Regions from separate parts of the Mus musculus genome. Here region 1 is linked to region 2. The links are chromatin contacts, called in public Micro-C maps. All regions are on one chromosome and are shown on one strand. The core of a region is the stretch at or near the end of the contact, and the rest is flanking DNA. Distances in the headings are between cores, read along the strand shown.

What was found. Hi-C and Micro-C count contacts between places; a contact is called where the count stands out from the background.
Region 1: a Micro-C map of muscle stem cells shows a contact between it and region 2, with 1.7 times the contacts expected there. The contact joins the promoter of Cacng1 here to the enhancer-like site in region 2. A contact is called at or near these places in 5 of 39 promoter capture datasets (the 3T3-L1 cell line, the HPC-7 cell line, HPC-7-derived erythroid cells and 2 more), 8 of 484 Hi-C or Micro-C datasets (the G1E-ER4 cell line, embryonic retina, muscle stem cells and 3 more), 1 of 115 datasets of contacts at active chromatin or transcription factors (oligodendrocyte precursor cells) and 1 of 9 other capture datasets (pancreatic islet).

What each region holds. Positions count from the first base shown.
Region 1 is chr11:107,713,979-107,718,366 of GRCm38.p6, forward strand. Cacng1 (calcium channel, voltage-dependent, gamma subunit 1) reads right to left here and starts at 2,498. Exons shown (of 4, transcript NM_007582.2): 1 at 2,182-2,498. The coding sequence starts at 2,413.
Region 2 is chr11:107,645,693-107,650,506 of GRCm38.p6, forward strand. It overlaps Helz (helicase with zinc finger domain), which reads left to right. Exons shown (of 33, transcript NM_001368755.1): 22 at 358-541; 23 at 3,420-3,648. Among named protein-coding and RNA genes, the nearest start is that of Mir6932, 10 kb to the left of the region's middle. Within about 2 kb of position 3,104, at least 12 of the 459 cell types and tissues checked have an H3K27ac peak or open chromatin away from gene starts, as enhancers often do. A contact at or near this core is called in muscle stem cells and pancreatic islet, where this site is marked.

The DNA of each region.
Region 1 (4,388 bases), core at 1,248-3,747, 68 kb after region 2:
CCAGAATTCTGAAAATAAAGAGTCTGTTTCTTCTTCCTTTCCCCCTGAATTCTCATCGCTGTCGATGAGGGAGAAGATTCAGTGGGAGGAGGGGTGGTGGAGGGGTGGTGGAGGGGTTATCTCTCCCTCATCTTTTTTTTTTTTTTTTTTTTTTTTTGGTATTACCCAAAGTTAATATACACAAAGCCCTCATAACACAGAGCCCTATGCGGACATGCTGTTACTACAATTGTTTGTAAATAATAGCACGCCGTATGAGCCCTTTTACAGAAAAGAGAGGTCCCAGGGAACACAGAAAAGGTAGATGTGGAAGGAAATTGATGCCCGTTGGCTTTGGAAGACAACTGGGGGAGGATAGGGTGAGTGTCACAAGTGTGGGCAGCGTGATTCACAGCTGGTGAGGGCAAGAAGGCAGACAAACAGGCTCTGCTTAGGCTCAAGGGCAAGCCTTGCCTGTTGGTCCCCTGAGATCGGTGTTCTTGCCAGCCTGTCTCTCTCTGTGTAGACATGCCTCATCTGCTCTGACTTTAAAAGGCACATGGCTCAAAGGACAGGTGGACAGAACTGTAATGTCCCTTCTCACGCACGATCCCAGAGAAGCTGCCTCGCCCTGTTCTGCCCTGCCCAGGGAGTTGGCCGGATGATGCATCTGTTTACGAGTGTGTAGAGTGGCCAAGGGCTGTGGGCATCAGGTTATACGATATCCTTCAAGCACATGCTCACACCACTCAATGCCCTCCATGCTGAGACTCTGTTTCCAAGACTGCTTACAAATCTCTGGATCCCCAGCAGTGATGAGTGACGCCTGGGTGTCCTGAAGCAAGAGCTAAGAAAGAGGAGGGAGGAGAAGGATGGGAGGGCCTGCTCTGCACTCCACATGCAGACTGCTGGGTCTTTAAGAATCAGGACTGAGTGCTTGAACCACAAGCGTTAGGCAGGGGGACAGAAGGCATTGTTCTCTATGTCAGGATGGAGGCCACACATGCTGTGACCCACTGAGGCCTGGGTTCCACCCCCCAGAATTGCATAAACTGTCTAGATGCATAACTAGTTGGAGACCCTGTATCAAAACAAAAAAAGGTCCTTTAAGAGGGCAGTGGATAGCTGTGGCTCCAGCCTGGGCCTCTTTTCTGTCTGGCATGTTCTTTTCTACCATGCATACTTCGCTCGCTCTGAATCCCAGGGGCTCTATACTGGCAGAATAGAGATGATGTATCACACTAACACCCAAGCTCCCAGGCAAGGACCTGCCTGCAAGGTATGGGTAGGGATTGGAAGAATACCTTTCAACCACTACAGAAGGAAACGTGGAGAATCCGAGTGATGTAAACTAGGGAAGAAAACATAGTAGGACCACGGGCTTAACAAAGCATCTACACACTACCTTCTGTTTTATAGCCATGCGGCAGCTTTGACCCACCCCAACCCCCAAGGAGTCCATGCTTGGTCCATGCTCTGCCTTCACCAACTTGACATTCTCAGTACTTAAGAACCAGGAACCTGGGATTTTTTTTGTTACGCAGCCTGACAAACTAGGTAGGAAGAATCTTGCCTATACTTTTGCCTAGAGCAATGGCCTCAACCTCCCTAATGTCAAGGATCCTTTAATACAGTTCCTTGCGTTATGGTGGCCCCCAACTATAGACTTATTTTGCTGTTACTTCATAACTGTAATCTCACTGCTGTTATGAATCATGTAAATATCTGATATGTAGGGTATCTGATATGAGAGCCCCAAGAGGTTGTGACCCACAGGCTGAGAGCTGCTGTCTCAGAGGCTAAGAGCCAGTCTGCCCCATAGTTTCCTCTAGCCTGAGGTCTTTGGGTTACTAGCCTGTCTGTGTAGGGAGTGAACGGACCTAAGACAACACTGAGTCTTTCTGAGTGTCTGCTGTTGGGGCCAGAAGTCCCTGGTCTGGTCGACCAGAAGTTTCTGGAGTCTCTTAACTTACTGGTCCAGCCACCTGCACTGGATGAAGAACATAGGCCTTACAAGATGGAGCTGGAGACAAATGCCCTAGTTTTCTACCTTAGCTCTGGCCATACAAAGTACCTCAGGCTGTTTCCATCTTGATCCTTTGCAGAAAAATCTGCCAACAAACTCTGCTCCCACAGGTAACTTATCTTGGAGTCTTGAAAGGACAAGAAATGGAAAGAAGTAGAGGAAAATGGAACCCTTACCCCCTGATGGTGTGACGTGCTCACAACTCTTGTCTTTGTTGTGCACGGCAACCCGAGCGGTGCAGATCCTCCAGAGGCCAAAGTGGGCTGCCTCGCACGTTTCATTGTGGTGCTCCAGGTGTGGACTCAGCACGGCCCAGTGGTCAGTCACCACGGCCACCATGGCGAGCACCCCGCCCACCAGGATGAAGAAGAGGGTCACACGAACCTTCGCTGTTTTGGTCTGTGACATGGCGGTCGTTGAGGTGTGGGTGCTCTGGGCAGGGGGCAGCAGCAGTGTCTCCCAGGCAGCTAGCTAGATGGTGGCAGTGGCTACGGAGCTGGGAGTGGAAGCTAAGTTTAGTGTGTCTGGCTGAGCCAGAGTGGGCTGGCCTTGGGGCTGAGAGACACTGGGCAGTCGGAGCAGCTGCTCAGGCGTGTCATGGGCCTGAGGAAGACTTCTATTAATGCTTGTCACTAGGCGTGGCACTGAGGATTCCTTCGGCTCAGGTTTCAGGGCTTTTTTCCCATCTGAGGGCTAGAAATACCCCCCACCCTGTCCCGGAGGAGGGGGAGAGAGAGAGAGAGAGAGTGGATACGGATAGTGGTGGGTATCTGATGTTCGAAAACGCCAAGCTCTTGATAGTGGCCTGAGAGATCTACAGAGTAGACTTAGGTTGTGTGTGTGTGTGTGTGTGTGTGGGGTGTGAGCAGTGGTCAACAGGCTCATTAGCTGTGTGGGTGTTCAGAACCAAAAGGGGAACCCCAAGAGTTCTTGACGGCACAACTTTCCCGTCTCACCCTGCCAAGGCAGCTACCAACACCAGCAGTGTTTGTGAGGACCTCAGGAAACTGTCTGCAGGAAAGCAGGAGGAACTTCCACAGAGCCCACCTCCCAAGCAAGCTCTTTAGTGGCAAGTCCTACCTCGTCCCCTGGGTCCCAGGAACATTCTATCTGATTCCCAGGCCTGAGCCTAGCTTGACACAGGTCACATGTTTTACTATTGTCATCTATCTGCGACTGGGCCCAGAAGAGCAGCTCTGCCCCTGAGGTTCACGAGCCCTTGTGCTTTTCAGATGTTTGTGAAGAGCTCTCTGCAGCACCCAGAGCAGCCTCGAGGGTCATGAGGCCAGGAAGTGGACTGGACCGGAGCTGTTGCTTTGCACTGTGTTCAGAGACAGGCAAGAAAGAGTTTCCATTCTGTTCCCCCCTCACCTCTCATGTAGCCTCTCATGTAGCCCAGGCTGGCCCCACACTTGCTATGTAGCCAAGGAATCCTCCAAATTCTCACCTTCTCTGCCTCTACCTCCCAAGTAGATTACTTTGATGTGCCACCATGAGGTGCTGGGGCTCGAACCAGGGCCTTGTGCATGCCCGGCAAGCAGGCTACCAACTGGGTTATGTCTTGGGGCCATTTTATTTTCAACAGGGGTAGAAAGAGATTGATTCATAGGTGACCCATAAGAAGCAAACGAGATGCAGATAGAGTGAGGAACTTGGGAAGGTTCGGGACCCCTGTCCGATGGCCTTGTGTTTCCTAGCCCAGCTCCTGAGGTTCTGCCATCTGTCACTGTCTCAGCTCAGCAGGTGGCCCTTTTTGGGTAAATCCACAAGGTTGACACCTGACTGGAACTAGAACCCAACTAGAGCTGGGCAGGGCGTTGCACCTCCAAAATCTCAGCCTCAGGTTTATGATCGGAAGGCTCTCGCCAGGTGTAAGGAGCATTCAGATGCTAAAGTCACTCAGTGCTGACCCCACTGAGAATAGGTACTGTAGCTTCTCCTCAGGGAGTGCTTGTTGTCTTAGTGGCCCTCTGCTGGAGACCAGCCTTCTGATGGGTGGGTATGAGTGTGGGAGGTGCAGCTGGCGGAGGCCACTAGAGGAGGGCTCTAGAGAGCTATGGTGAGAAGCTATGGAGGTTCAGCCTGCTTTCAGCGAGTCCTCTGGCTTCTGATAATCTGTCATGCCACAAAGGCTCTCGTCGCCTCCACTGAGCCCTGGCCGACATGCCGTCCTCACCATGGTGGACTGAGCTCTCTCAACTGTGAGCCAAGGAAATCCTTCTCCCCTTAATTCACTCCCGACAGCCATTCCGCCACAGACAAAAGCAGGCTGTCAGGTGAATCTTCGCACTAATCCACGGGATGAGCACAACTGTCACCCCCACTTTGTAGATAAGGACACGCAAACTCTGGCACAAGGTGTCATTTGTCCCCGGGAAATGGG
Region 2 (4,814 bases), core at 1,854-4,353:
CTGGAGAGGACTGAGAACCACCAAGTTGGTGTGGAGTTGCTTTCCTCCTGCCCTGCCTTACTGTGACACTCCATCCCTTTTTACTTTAAGAATAGAGCCAATGGAAGGTGTGGCCATTTGCCCAGCACATTATCTTAGTTTCAGTATTTCTACTAGTCACATTGTATTAGGATTTTACTCTTTGAAATGTGACAACAATGTTACCTTCCATGTTCATATCAGGAATGTGCCACTCCGACTTGTAGATTGGTTTTTAAAAGGCATTTGCTAAAATGTGATCCTATATCAGTCTGTTTCGGTTACCATATTCTTTACCCAAACACCAGTGGTAATTTTAACATGTGTGCTTGTTTAAAGGTATTTGAAGTGGTGGAGCGTGTAGAAGAGCTAAGACGGAAGTGGCCAGTGGCATGGGGAAAGTTAGATGACGGCAGCATCGGTGTGGTGACGCCATACGCTGACCAGGTGTTTAGAATCCGAGCTGAGCTTCGGAAGAAGAGGCTCTCGGATGTGAATGTGGAAAGGGTGCTCAATGTCCAAGGTCAGTGTCCATTGGAATGAGTCACGCTGTTCAAATGCCTTAAGGTGTGTCCACATTGGATTTTTAATTCCTTTAAATAATAGGTTTTTAAGAAATCTAATATTAAGGAAAGAAAGAAATCTCATTACTTTTTTTGAGCTGGCAGTGATACAAGTTCTTTAATATTAAATTTACATGTTTATAAAGGTTCCAATACCCAAATTAAGGTAGTATTAACAACCCAAGCAGCTGAAGGGGTTTGCAGCCTCCTAGGAGGAACAACAATATGAACTAACCAGTATCTCTAGAGTTCCTGGGGACTAAACCACCAATCAAAGAAAACACATGGTGGGACTCATGGCTCCAGCTGCATATGTAGCAGAGGATGGCCTAGTCGGTCATCAATGGGAGGAGAGGCCCTTGGTCCTGTGAAGGTTCTATGCCCCCAGTGTAGGGGAATTCCTGGGCCAGGAAGCGGGAGTGAGTGGGCTGGGGAGCAGGGGGATGGGGGAGAGGATAGGGTATTTTTGGAGGGAAAACTAGGAAAGGGGATAACATTTGAAATGTAAGTAAAGAAAATAAAAAAATAAAATAGAAAAAAAAGAGAGAAATTAAAACAAAAGGTAGTATTAACAAATTGACTTTATTATCATAGTTATATAATTTCACAAATATCTATATGATACAGCCCTAACATCATATAAATAATACATGCTGCTGTATTGCATTTGGGGACTAACTTGAAATATGTTATCTGTAGACTTCCTTAAGTGACTAGGTGTCTGCAAATTTGTTTTCACTGTTCATGAAATGAGTTGTTTTAAACTTTGTGCCTACTAAATATTTGAAGCATGTTATTATTATTTTATCTTTTTATTGATTCTTTGTGAGTTTCACATCATATACCTTAGTCCCACTCATCTCCCCATCGCTTCATATCTGCCATTTGTCCTCGCACTCTCCCCCCAAAATAAAACGCATACAAATAAACAACAACAAAGTAAAGCATAGAAAACATGTCACTGAAGCTGTAGTGTGTCACAGTGTGTCTCCCAGTCCACCCCTCTGTCCACACCTTCACTTGCAGGTACTCTTTGCAGTGAGTCATTGGTCTGGATCTGTGGCCTATGTGACTCCATCATTGGATCCTCACTGGGACTCCTCCCAGTTATCTTGTTGTTGCCCTGGGTCATGGAGATCCTGCAGCTTTGGAACAGCAGGACTGGCCCTTTCACTTTCCCCAGCCACTCTTAGATGGTAGAGATTTTGGGGTGGGACACCACAGAGTCCTGGGTCTGGGCCTGCGTGGTGGCAGAGCTGCTCACTATATTGGCCCTCTCTTATCAGCACCACCAGATAACTTCCCAGCACTGCTCTGGCTAGGTCTCATGTCCTCGGGACGGGCTCAACCACACCATGCCTCCAGAACCAGATGAAGCAGTGTTAGAAGGTGAACACCAGAGAAAGCCTAGTAGAGTCAGGTGCATTATGCAGCAGGAATAGTGACCTAGTGTCTGGATCATGGGGAGCAAGAATTCCCTTCTGCCCCATCCCGGCCTCACTTCGCTGGGTGCTTCTGTAATGGACACAAATGCTCTGCTTGAAGAGAAGATGTAAATGTAAGAGCATGTAAGATGCTCTATTCTTTATCCACATGGGTGGGAGCAGGTGAAAATGTGGAATTGGAGAAGAGAAAACTAGAGACCAAATATTTGGAGCCTTGTGGTACAATGAGGGGATGTTAGATTACGGTAAGAAACAATGTTCCGAAGCCAGACTCCATAAAGCTTCTTTGTGAAGCCGGCTGTGTTTGTTCTGCTTGGCAGAGGACTGAGTGCCCTGCTTCAAGGAGAGAGGACTGAGTGCCCTGCTTCAAGGCGAAGGCTGCTGTGTTGGATGGCTGCTGCCCTAGATAATCTCACAGATTGACTCCAACAATAGGATTAGGAAAAACATCAAGCGAGGCATGGTGGTACATCTCTGGAATGTGAGCATTCAGGAGGCCGAGGCAAGAGGATCCCAACACGGGGTTGAGGCCAGCCTGCATTGGCAGTTTAGTAAGACATTGTTGGCATGTTTTCAAAAGCAAAACAAAATCATAAAATAACCTCTTTTTATGTGTATGGTAAAATGTGCACAACAAAACTTACCCATTTTGAGCATTTTATGTGCAGTTCAGTGTGGCCAGTAGAGGATCCTGTGGTGTAGTCCTCACCACCATCTACCGCAAGAACTGTCCATCTTTGCAAAGGGAGACTCCGTGCCCATTAAATAATACCTGCATTCCTCTCCTGCCCTTGGCTAACTGTGCTCTGCTCTCCTTTCTCTCTGTGGGAGTTTCAGTACTCAGTGCCTCTTGTAATTAGATTCAGGCAGTACAGTCTGAGTATCTCTTACCCAGAGTGCTTGGGGTTGGTTAGACACGTTGAGATCTCAGGGGTCCAGGTTAGGGGTTTTTCCCTCAACTTACATGTGACCTTTTGTGACTAGGTTTTGTTCACTGAATGAAGTGCCTCTGAGGGTCATTCACATAGTGGCATGTCTCAGCTGGGCCACTTGTGTGTAATCACACTGGAGTGTCTGTGCTCCCTGGGTCACATTTCTTGGCATCATGATCAAGGCTTCTGTGAGCCTGGGAGCAGCGACCTCATGGAGACCTTGCTTGCAGTTTGGTAGGATTTGTCTGAAGTGGACTTGCTGGATCAGATGGTCACGGTGGTTCATTTGTGAGGAACTGGCAGAGTTTCAGAGCAGCCATGCACTCAGAGCTGCATGTGGTTAGGATCTCTGGTGTCTCCACCAGCAGCTGTCGTTCAGCCAGTACGGTTTTGAAGATGGAAGACTTACTGCATCAGTGATGGCAGAGTGATGATCTGTCTTTCTTTCAATGTTTTTCTAGGAAAGCAGTTCAGAGTTCTGTTTCTTAGCACAGTGCGTACACGCCACACTTGCAAGCACAAGCAGACGCCAATTAAAAAGAAAGAGCAACTCCTGGAAGACTCCACCGAGGACTTAGATTATGGTTTTCTATCCAACTACAAACTTCTCAATACGGCCATCACCAGAGCACAGTCCTTGGTTGCTGTGGTGGGTGACCCTGTTGCTCTGTGCTCTATTGGAAGGTGTAGGTAAGTGTGTCACTGAACTGAGAGAATCTAAATAGAAGTATGGAGTAATTTACATCTTTATGCATGTGTTTGTCTGTACCATCACACAGTGAATTAAAGTCTGGCTTACTGTTACCTGATGATGTTAGTGAGAGATCTGTTATTCAGGTCTGTTGATGGTACATGCATGCTTCATTTCCGTCGGCAAGCAGTCAGCAGTTAGACCTCAGTGTACTTAAGTCTGCGAGCAGTCAGCGATGCCCCCGAGTGCGTTTGTACTCTGCGCTCTACTCTCCGCTCCGCACTCTTCCGGTCTGGAGATGGTCAGTGAGCAAAACACACAGACATCGCTGTCGTCATGGTGGTTACACTCTACAGGGCAGGAAAGTTGACTGACGACAAACGGAATGAGAACACTGTGTAGAATTTGACTAAGTAAATGAGAGTGGAGGGGGAGGGAGGGAGGGAGGGGAGAGGAGCACTTAGGGGTAAGAGATGGGGTGTTGACTAGAAAGGCTGCACTCAGAGGAGGCCTCCCCAGGAGGCTGACTTTGGAAGTGACAGGGTGAGCTCAGGGGTTACCTGTGGCTAACGTCTCTAGAAGAGGGCAGCTAGTGCCCGAGCCTGAGCCGGGCTCGTCCCGTGTCCTTCAGTCAAGCACAGACTAATGTAGTAAATTGTCTACTGTCTGCTGCCTCTCCCTGTCCTGCTCGTCCCCTTGCTTAAAACTTAATTTATGGTTACATTTATTTTAAATGATTTCATGAATGTATATAATATAATCTAGTAATTCTCAGTTCCAAGTTGTGATAATTTTGTAGTCATTTTCTTTTAAGGTTTCTGCTTGTTTGGTTTGAGACAGGGTCTCTATGTAGCTATGACTGTCCTAGAACTTTCTATGTCGACCAGACTGGCTTTGAACTCAAAGAGATCCTCCTGCCTCTGCCTCCCAAGGGTTGGGATTAAAGGCAGGTACTTCTTTCTCATGTTAGGATTACTCTTGACTCTTATTTTATTTTATAATTAATTTTATTTTGTATTGTGTGTGTATATATATATATTTGTGTATGGGCATGTGCACATGAGGGCAGGTTTCTAGACTTACAGGTGGTTATGAACCTCTAGGAGAGCAGCAGGTGTCCCTGAGCACTGAGCTGTGGCTCCAGCCCCTCCTCCGTGTGGTTCCA